2 separate regions of the Pan troglodytes genome follow, and region 2 is linked to region 1. Evidence: chromatin contacts called from public HiChIP or PLAC-seq data. All regions are on one chromosome and are shown on one strand. The core of a region is the stretch at or near the end of the contact, and the rest is flanking DNA. Distances in the headings are between cores, read along the strand shown.

Region 1 (5,108 bases), core at 1,918-4,417:
GTGTTGTCCAGGCTGGTCTCAACCTCCTGGCCTCAAGCAATCCTCCCACCTCAGCCCGGCAAAGTGCTGGGATTACAAGCATGAGCCACTGCACCTGGCCTCTGACTTTGAATCTACCATCTTAACCACTCTACCACACTGCTTTCCATGGAAATGTCTGTCATGGAAAATATAGGGGTCAAGGCAGGAGGATTGATTGAGGCCAGGAGTTCAAGACCAGCCTGGGCAGCATAGCGAGACCTTGTCTCTAAAATAAATAAAATAGAAAATAAAATGAAATAGAAAATATTGCCAGGCATGGTGGCTCATGCCTGTAATCCCAGCACTTTGGGAGGCCAAGGCGAGAGGATTGCTTGAGCCCAGGAGTTTGAGGCCAACCTGGGCAACATGGCAAGACCCTGTCTCTACAAAAAAAAAATTTGTTAAATTAGTCAAGCATGGTGGTACACACCTGTAGTCCCAGCTACTCAGAGAGGCTGAGGTAGAAGGATTACTTGAGCCCAGGAGATCAAGGCTTCAGTGAGCCATGTTTGTACCACTGCACTGCAACCTGGGGGGCAGAGTAAGAAAAAAAAAAAGAAAAAAGAAAAAGATGAAAGGAAAAAGAAAAAAAATTGGCAAGTATAAAGCCAAGAATTCCCTCAAATCATCATAGTCGTAAGTATACACACATATAATTTTGAAAAAGATTGGAATCAGAACTATCTACTGTTTTGAATCTCACTTAATATTATCAGTTAATATAATATTCTGAATATAATCGTCCTGCTCTTAATTATCCTTTAGAAAGACATTTTTCAATGACTGCATTCTTAGTATCTTTTAACTGACTTCTACAATGTTCATTGTTAATTTTTGTTAAAAGTGAAGATGATCTGTTTAGAATTTTCTGTTTTCTCAAACATGAAATGTATTAGGAGATGCCTATGTAGGGATGTCTATTCTATTGCTGGGTATACATATTTCTGCTTTAGGGATCTCCATTTGCAAATAAACATGTGTGTCACATGTTTACAAAATTTGTGCTTCAAAGCAGATTCAGGATACAGCATGTGAATTTTAAAAACAGAAATTAGGCTAGGCACAGGCTCACACCTGTAATCTCAGCATTTTGGGAGGCTGAGATGGGTGGATCACTTGAGGTCAGGAGTTCGAGACAGGCCTGGCCAACATGGTGAAACTCCGACGCTTCTAAAATACAAAAATTAGCCGGGCTTGGTGGTGAGCACCAGCTACTTGAGAAGCTGAGGCAGGAGAATGGCTTGAACCTGGGAGGCAGAGGTTGTAGTGAGCCAGAATCACACCTCTGCACTCCAGCCTGGGTGACAGAGTGAGACTCCATCTCAAAATAATAAATAAATAAACAAAATTTAAAAACAGAAATTAGATGATTTTTCTCTTTCTTTTTTTTTGAGTTGGAGTCTCGCTCTTGTCGCCAGGCTGGAGTGCAGTGGTGCGATCTTGTCTTACTGCAATCTCTGCCTCCCAGATTCAAGCGATTCCCTTGCCTCAGCCTCCCGAGTAGCTGGGACTACATGCGCATACCACCACACCTGGCTAATTTTTTTTTTTGTATTGTAGTAGAGACAGGGTTTCACCACGTTGGCCAGTATGGTCTTGATCTCCTGACCTCGTGATCCGTCCGCCTCAGCCTCCCAAAGTGCTGGGATTACAGGCATGATTTTTCTTAACAAAAAGGTTTTTTTGCTTTATGAAGAAATTTTCTTGTGTGTTTTATTTTGCATAAACCGTTTCCCTAGAATATGGAAATATCACTTGCTTTGTGAAAATTGGATGCATGTGAAACTTTTCAGAAATGAATTTATGACTTTTTAAAGGATGCATTTGTATGTACATATTTCAGTCTCAACCCGGAGATTAATATAATCATATTACCATAATGTGTATAGTAAAATCTCATTAATTCAAACATGCCACTGATCTTTAACTTTTAATAGCTCGAATACGGAATACATAATTGATCATAGGAGAAACCAGTACGGGGCATGTGTAATTTTTTTTATATACAATCTTCTTATGCCTTAGATGCAAGCTCATTAACTTGTTTCATTTTACCTTTTAGCGCCTATTTGTGGTGTGATTAGTATGATACGTCTGTAACCAAAAGTAACAAGATAGAGGTCAGGCAGTGGCTCACACCTGTAATAGCTGTACTTGAGAAGGCCAAGGTGGGCGGATCACTTGAGGCCAGGAGCTCAAGACCAGCCTGGCCAACATGGTGAAACCCTATCGCTACTAAAAATACAAAAATTAGCCTGGCTTGGTGGCTCACGCCTGTATTCCCAGCTATTCGGGAAGCTGAGACTCGAGAATCACCTGAACCCAGGAGGCGGAGGTTGCAGTGAGCAAAGATGGCACCACTGCACTCCAGCCTGGGCAACAGAGTGAAGCTGTGTCTCAACAAACAAACAAACAACAACAACAAAACCAAAACAAAAGGAACCAGGTGGCATGTGAACATTTAAATGTTTAATAAATATGCATAGTCTCATCTACACTTCCTCTTTTCTCCATAGAAACCGACTGAAATCATGAGTGAAATTTCATAAGCATCATGGCCTGATGATGCAAGACTGTATTTGAAACAATTCTTGAATTTCTGTGCACGAGATCATCTATAGCCAAATATTATTCCCATGAAGTCTCACCTCTGTTTCATACATCTTTATGGGCTTCTCCTCACTCCTACCTGGAGCCAGCTAGTGCTCTGTCAGTGCAAAATAACTGTTTAAATAGTATCTTAAGGAAAATAAATAGAGAAAAGGAAATAAGCCGAAGGGAATGATGGAATTCATTCTAAAGCCAGGTATTAACTCACTGGTAGAGAAGGGCGAGCGACGCAGTCCCTCGCCTGCGATAGCCACTGACCCCACTCAGGCTCGGGCGGCCCCTCTTCCATTCCCCCAAATCACTGCCGTCTTATTCCTGCCCAACCACCCTCGTCAATCTCTTTGAATCTGTAATTTAAAACAGGCATTCATGGACATTCTTCTTAGAAGGCCTAGTGCTAAGTCGCAGTTGTCAAGGGAACCGCGTGTCTGGAGGGAGAACAGGCTCTCCGGAGTTTCCCGGGAAACCACCCCCCGCAGAGGCAGGTGCGGCTGGCTGGGCCTCGCGGGGAAGCGCTCTCTGGGCGGAGTCGGGGCACTCGGGGCCTGGGGCGTGGTCGCCGGGCTGCCGTGCGCTCGGGATCAGTCTTTTTATACATATATATATATATATATATATACATATATATATATGTTATAAAATTCTAACTTCGGTGGAGTACTTTACTTTGATATTCCACTTGCAAAACAGAACCACTGATTCCTTCCTGCTTGACAAGATTGAGTCGCTATCGAGGAGCTGCCCGTGCTTTGGAAATGGTCCAAATCGACGAGGAACTGCCAAGGAGCCCCCTCAGACAGTAAGGTTCTGTTGGCCAGGGTCCTGGGGACAGACACGAGTGTTGGTGCGCGCGACTGAAACGGGAGCAGAGCAGTTGAATGAGCTTCTTACGCTTTGCATGGTGCGCAGAATATCCCACCGATACCCAGAAATCCAGTAGAAATAGGGACGAGTGTTGCTGCGAAAGAGCCTTTTACATTTGAAATGCATGTTAGGTTAACTGGAAAGGCGCCTGCCTCTTGTTTTGTTTCAGAAATACTGTTGGGAAAAGGATCCGATTTCTGCTCGGAGTGAAGGAAGTGGTCTCTGGAGAATTCCTAGGTCAGGGCTGGCATTTGCACCTTTTCATGGTCTTTCCCTGCACAGTCACTTCAGCGGCGGCGTCGCTGGGGCTGAGGCCGGGTGACTGCGGCTAGGCATGCGGATTTAGTTCCCCGCCTGTCATCTTTGTGGCTCCTTGTGGGGGAGGGGCGGGCGGTCTGACACAGTTATTAAACCTGGCAGCTGCGCTGGCGGCACTGAGGAGCATTTTGAGTGAGCTTGCAGAAAATGAGGGGCTTTCAGCTGGTCGCCTGCTTGTCACCTCTCGCTGCCTGAAAAGCAGCTCTCAGAGCGCTTTCCTGTCCTTCTAATTACAGCGGCGGGGGCAGTGCGCCCTTCGGGACGCAATTGGAAACGTGAGTATCTGTGTCCCCCGCACTGCTGGCAGGCGGCTAGGCGCTTAAAGCTTCCAGACCGGTGGCGGGGACGGAAAGGCAGGGATAGGAGAGGCGGGCGCGCGTGCGGCGGGGCTGCGGGAGGGCCCCGAGACGCGCGTCGCCACGCCTCGTCTGGAGGTGGTGCGCGCTGGCGAGGAGGCGACAGCCCGGAAGGCTGCAGACGGGGGCGTTGAGTGCAGGGTTGCCAGCGCCGGGCTTGGAACCGCCCTATGCTTTGGGGATCCACACACAAAGGAAATAACCTTGGCCTAGGCAGCCAGGGCAGGCAGCCCCGTCCCGCCCCCGATCTTTCCGGCCCTTTTTGAAGATGGAGAGAAGGCGCGTTTTACGGTTGGCTCGAAACGAGATGAGGCCAGTGTTACAGCCCGTGGGGACCTTTGTGCGCTGCGCAGTGGCGGCTGCGGCCGGTCCTGCAGGGACACGGGCGTGGCGGCGTCTCAGGGAGCGGCGCGCATCGCTGAGTCCGGGCCCCGGAGGGGGCGCGAACGGGTTTCTTTGAAATCTCAGCGCCTTTGGGATTTCAGAGCCCTGCAGGCCTCAGTCTCTCGCCGCTCCCAGAACTCGTTTCTTCCTTCTCTTCGCACAAGGGGTTTAACAGGGCAGACGTGAAGTGAAAAGACCTCAATTCCCTCCTTTCTCCCCAAAATATGAGTGTGAGGCGGTGTGGTTTTTTTTTTCCTTGCTATAGATTGCTAAAAGGAATCTTGAAGTTCAACTCAGTTTTATATTTAATTCCAGACAAGGTTTTAATTTTACAGAGCTGGCATCATGCAAGGGTGTGTGTCTCTGTCGTTTACACATTTCTTAAAGAAACTTGGCCCTTCCCTAAAGGTTCCGAGGAGCGTTTCACAGAGTCACGTGGTTTCAGAACGTCCTGTTTAATGTTTCAGGTGCATTTCTGTGTTGATTTAGCTGAGGCCCAAATATGTGATACAGAGGCAGGCTCTTCTCTTAGGGGACCTGAAGTCTAACTACTGC
Region 2 (5,108 bases), core at 1,891-4,390, 190 kb after region 1:
CATCTGTTTACGTACTGAGAGCCACAAACCACTGGAGCACAAACCATCTAAGATCTTTTTGTCTCCCAGGAACCCATTTTGATGTCATCCCATTGAGAATGACGCCCTACCCAAATGACATGATTGCATTGTCATTTCTAACTCAGAAGCTGTGTTGTGACTGACAGGTTGATAATGTTTACTATTTCTTCCTTAAAATTTTGTTAAATAAGCAGGTGGCCATTGGCTTGAAGCTGTCTCCACACTTTGAGTTCCTACCTAAGGAATTGTAAGGAACTGCAACCTAACGTGGTACACAAACAGAAAACCAAGCATGGTGTATAACAAACCCCCAATTCTCAGCCAATCACAAGTAGCTGAGCTTCAGCCCACAGGCTGCCGACAGTGGCCAAATAATTCAAACAAGGAGCTGTAATCAGTCAAGCTATTTCTGTAACTCACTTCCCTTTTCTGTCTATAAAAAACTTCCTGTTGGCTAGGCATGACTCACACCTGTAATCCCAATACTTTGGGAGGCTAAGGCAGGAAGATTGCTTGAATCCAGGCGTTCTAGACCAGCCTAGGCAAGATAGGGAGACACCATCTCTATGGAAAATTTTTAAAAAATTAGCCAGGCATAGTTATGCACATCTGTAGTCCCAACTACTTGGGAGGGCAAGGCAGGAGAATCCCTCGAGCCCTGGAGTTCTAGATTGCAGTGAACCATGATTGTGCCACTGCACTCCAGCCTGGGTGACAGAGTGAAACCCTGTCTCAAAAAAACAAAGCAACAACAACAAAAAACCTCTCTGGCCACGTTGCCGAGAGGAACTCATTTGTCTAAAGTTTTTCTTTTAAAATTTTCTCCTCTCTTGGTTTTGCATTCTCCTACTTCTTTTCCTACATTGCAGACTTTTTCCTCAGTCTCTTCCAAGTGACTTGACTTTGTTTTCCTATTTCCTTTATAAGCTCCTCCTGCCAGGCACGGTGGCTCACGCCTGTAATCCTAGCACTTTAGGAGGCCAAGGCGGATGGGTCGCCTGAGATTGGGAGATCGAGACCAGCCTGGCCAACATGGTAAAACCCCATCTCTACTAAAAATACAAAGATTAGCCGGGGGTGGTGGTGGGCGCCTATAATCCCAGCTACTCAGGAGGCTGAGGCAAGAGAATCGCTTGAACCTGGGGGTTGGAGGTTGCAGTGAGCCAAAATCATGCCACTTCACTCCAGGCTGGGCAAAAGAGCGAAACTCCAACTCTAAATAAATAAATAAGCTGCTCCTATAGGTCATGCTTTTCAGAATGTCAAGGAAGGGGCATCAGAAGGTTATCTGAAGTTTGAGGTATTTGTACTGAAAATGCAAAGGAACCAGAGGCAGTAGAATGTGTCTTCTTTCCTAGGTGGTGATTCCCAGGTCTGGTTGATCAAGACTGCAGTGCACACCAGGAACCTCAGAGAACTGTCACAGCAGCTCTCAGTGACACTTAGGGTACAGATGCAGCTTAAGTGACCAACCCTTTTTTATATCCATTTAGCACTCATTTTTCCCAAAAGAAGACCTGTTTGGGTCAATTTGTTACTGTCCCAGGGCAGGCTTTTGCACTGTGTCGCTTTAGAGGCAGGGGCGGAGGAAAACTTGGGACTGTAACATCAGTACTGCACAAAGCCCTCTTCCGTATACAGCATAAGCACTATTCTATAAAATCCCCAGCAAGCCCTTGTTTCCTTGCAGTCAGCTCCTTTTCTGCTGATTCTGCCCATTGCTCCCTTGCAACGTATTTTCATGCTTTCTCTAATGATTCTGCCTTTCTTTACTTACAACTGCCTTGGTAAATTTTTCTGCCACAGCGCCACTGGCCTCAGATAGTCACCACTCACCTGCAACAAGCCTGAGAGCCAATTAAGACAAGGCTTTCCCCAAATAGCACAAATTTATATACCACTACTGTAGTTACTTAATGTACTCATTTATCATTTTAAAATTACCTTATGTACCATCAATTACATGGTATAACTCTTACAGGAAAAACCAAATTAATGGAACGCTGCAATTCAATGTACCCCTTCCTCTGCCTCCAGCAGAAGCAACAGGGGACATAAATTCCAACTTTAGATGCTACTCTTATAGCATCTACAAGACTTACTATACTGTGTGTGTGTGTGTGCGTGCGTGTGTGTGTGTGTTACAGAGTCTCACTCTGTGTGTGTGTGTGTGTGTGTGTGTGTGTGTTACAGAGTCTCACTCTGTCGCCCAGGCTGGAGTGCAGTGGCGGGGTCTTGGCTCACTGCAACCTCTGCCTCCTGGGTCCAAGCGATTCTCCTGCCTCAGCCTCCCGAGTAGCTGGGATTGTACAGGCGCCCGCCACCACGCCTGGCTAATTTTTGTATTTTTATTAGAGATGGGATTTCACCATGTTGGCCAGGCTGGTCTCAAACTCCCTACCTCAAGTGATTTGCCCGCCTCGGCCTCCCAAATTGCTGGGATTACAGGTGTGAGCCACAGCGCCCGACCGTACTTCTTACACCTAAAAATGGTTCAAAACACCATAGAATAATTTTCAAAATAATTGAATTCTGAGTTAAAATTTTTCAGCACTTTCAGGGGCCTGAGCTTTTGCTATGAATCTGGATCTATTCTCAAGCCATGAAGTAGCGTATTTTTGACCATGTTGATTTGAAATTCATTCCGTTGTTTCCTTCTTTTTTAAAACCTAAGGGAAAAACAAACAGACATACACAGGATTTGAAAAGCTGGAAAGCAGTGGGTAGCGGCTGGGGTTAAGATGAGGGGTCAGATTAGAAGACGAGAAAGGAATCCAGTCCGCCCCAGACAGGACAAGTCCGGAAGGATGGAGGCAGCGTTTCCTTCCTCAACAGCCTAAACGCCTCTATTTTTTACATCCAAACTTAGGCCATATTTCTGCGGCGCCAAGAAAACGCAGTAAAAGCAAAGGCAAGATGTCCTTAAAAAAAAAAAAAGGTCACATTCACAGAATACCGAGGAGTCGGAGGCAGCTCTGCAACCCGTCCACTGAGACGCGGACACGCTCCCCCCAGCCCCGGCCCCAGGCCCGCGCCCCTTCCCCCGCCGGCGGCTCGGATGGGTCGCTAGGGGTCGCTGCGCGCCGCGCGGGCGAGGACCGGCCTTTCCCCCACCTCCACCGTCTCGCTGCTCCGCCCCCGCGGCGTAGTCGGCGCCAAAATCAAACGCGTCGTGGCCTGTCCCTCCCCTCTCCCCAAGCGCGGGCCCGGCCAGCGGAAGCCCCTGCGCCCGCGCCATGGTAAGGACTGAGGCTACGGTCCCGCGTCTTCTTCCTCCCTAGTGTGTGGGCTTCGCCGCCCCTCGGCTGCATGTGGATCCCGGCCTGGCGTTGACCGCCATTCCGGGCCTCACCGTGTAGGCGCCCGGCCCGGCCCCGCCGCAGCCACTCCGCACTCTGCGGCGTTCCCCGCCGCTCCCGTCCGGAGTCCCGAGGCGCGGGGGCATCCGCGGCCTCCCCGCCGGCTGCACCCCGCGTCTGTCCCCAGGGCCCGTTCGGGCGGGTTAGGTTAGAACGCGGGAAGCGTTCGCGAACGTGACCCGAGAACTTCACCAACCTGGATTTATCTGAAAGACCACGGGGCCCTTGAGAACCTGCGCTCCCTACGCCTCCAGCTTCGGCCCCGCGTGGTGTAGCCCCCCCCATTAAGAACGGGGAGAGAAAGCGCAAGTGGGCGGGAGGGACTGCGGGGAGCGAACGTCTTGATCCCAAAGCGCACTCCTGGTTTGTCACCATTGAGTGGTTTTCTGTATTGTAATATGTAGAGCACATTCCAGAACTGCTCAGTTTCGAGTTACCTAATGGATCTTCACTGTGTGCCAATTAGTCGATTTCTGTGAAAACGCCCCGGTTTCTGCCAAAGGGCAGGAGTCGCTGCTCTTGTGCCGGGCGCTGCTGGTTGTGTAGGGCGCTGTTGCTTTTTTAAGGACGCTCTGCACTGAATTAGGCTTCCTCGTGGGTCATGATCAGTTAAGTCCTGGTAAGATCGGCTTTGTGAGCTTAACGTCTTTCTGCTCATCAAATCATTTTCATAAACCTTCAAAGTTTCATGCCGTTTTTTCTGCTTCAGTTGGCGAAGAATCAACATCTGGTTAAATGGATCTAAGATTTTAATATCTTCATTTACTTACGTGGCCGTTAAATGTTGCCGAGCTAAGGGGGGCAGGGTGGGACACCAGGATCCAGTTGTATGGTATTTATTTGAAGATATTTGTCCAGATGTAGTTATAAATGATAACGGCCTCTTTGTGGTTAAACTAACAACCCAGCCACCTGGGCGTAAAGTGCTCTAAGAAGCCAAACAGGACTACAGTTAAAACAAATCTGTTAGCAGTGCCCTTCTGTGTTACAATTTTTCTCTGCAGAGTTGCTGGCCTCGTATAACTGACTTGGAGAACTGTGCAGCTCAAACGCGCCTTGTCCTTTTACCTAATCTATCTCTCTACACATGAATCACCTGCTAATACTAAATGTGTTAACTCTTTAGAAGCTTACCTCCGATAATAGAGAATCCTTTTAAAAAATTAAAGCTTTTGATAAGATGTGGACTTCTATTTTTTAATATGTGATCGAGAAATAAATTTAGTGTTGGTCAAAGGTAAACTTTTGATTGTTTATGAATTAATAGCTGTTTTCATTTGGTTAGGCATCCTAAGTAAATAGTTAATGAGTTCAGGCAATTTTTGAAATTGGAGAAGTGCAGTGCTGAACTCTGAGAGCAGCAGTGATGTCTACTTAATAATTCTTCATAATTTTATCGTAATTGATTAGTAGGGCTGGCTGTAGGAATTCCATAACTTCTAACTGAGAAGGTTCCTCAGATAACATGATTTTTTAAGTGGTTTAAAATACTTCCAGAAAGCTTCATAGTCCTTGAGTCAGGTTTTGAGTCTCCTGACTTACTAATTTGAATGCATCTCTAACTTATACTATCAGGTTTTTCCTAGTCTTAATTAAATATTAAATAAATCCTCATTGATTTTTTTTGAGAAGTTTCTAAATATGAGTATTAATATGGCATCTTTTTACATTAGTCATTTCAATTCTGGCTATGATACTCCTACTGTGGTTAATAATAGAAATTATTTC

The links. HiChIP or PLAC-seq counts read pairs in DNA pulled down with a chosen protein or histone mark.
Region 2: a contact with region 1 is called in an H3K4me3 HiChIP or PLAC-seq map of stem cell-derived excitatory neurons, with 2.5 times the contacts expected there. The contact joins the promoter of MND1 here to the promoter of TRIM2 in region 1. A contact is called at or near these places in 1 of 7 Hi-C or Micro-C datasets (stem cell-derived neural progenitor cells) and 1 of 1 datasets of contacts at active chromatin or transcription factors (stem cell-derived excitatory neurons).

What each region holds. Positions count from the first base shown.
Region 1 is chr3:154,929,586-154,934,693 of NHGRI_mPanTro3-v2.0_pri, forward strand. It overlaps TRIM2 (tripartite motif containing 2), which reads left to right and starts at 3,168. Exons shown (of 12, transcript XM_063809108.1): 1 at 3,168-3,435.
Region 2 is chr3:155,122,508-155,127,615 of NHGRI_mPanTro3-v2.0_pri, forward strand. It overlaps MND1 (meiotic nuclear divisions 1), which reads left to right and starts at 3,141. Exons shown (of 7, transcript XM_054683438.2): 1 at 3,141-3,260. The coding sequence starts at 3,258.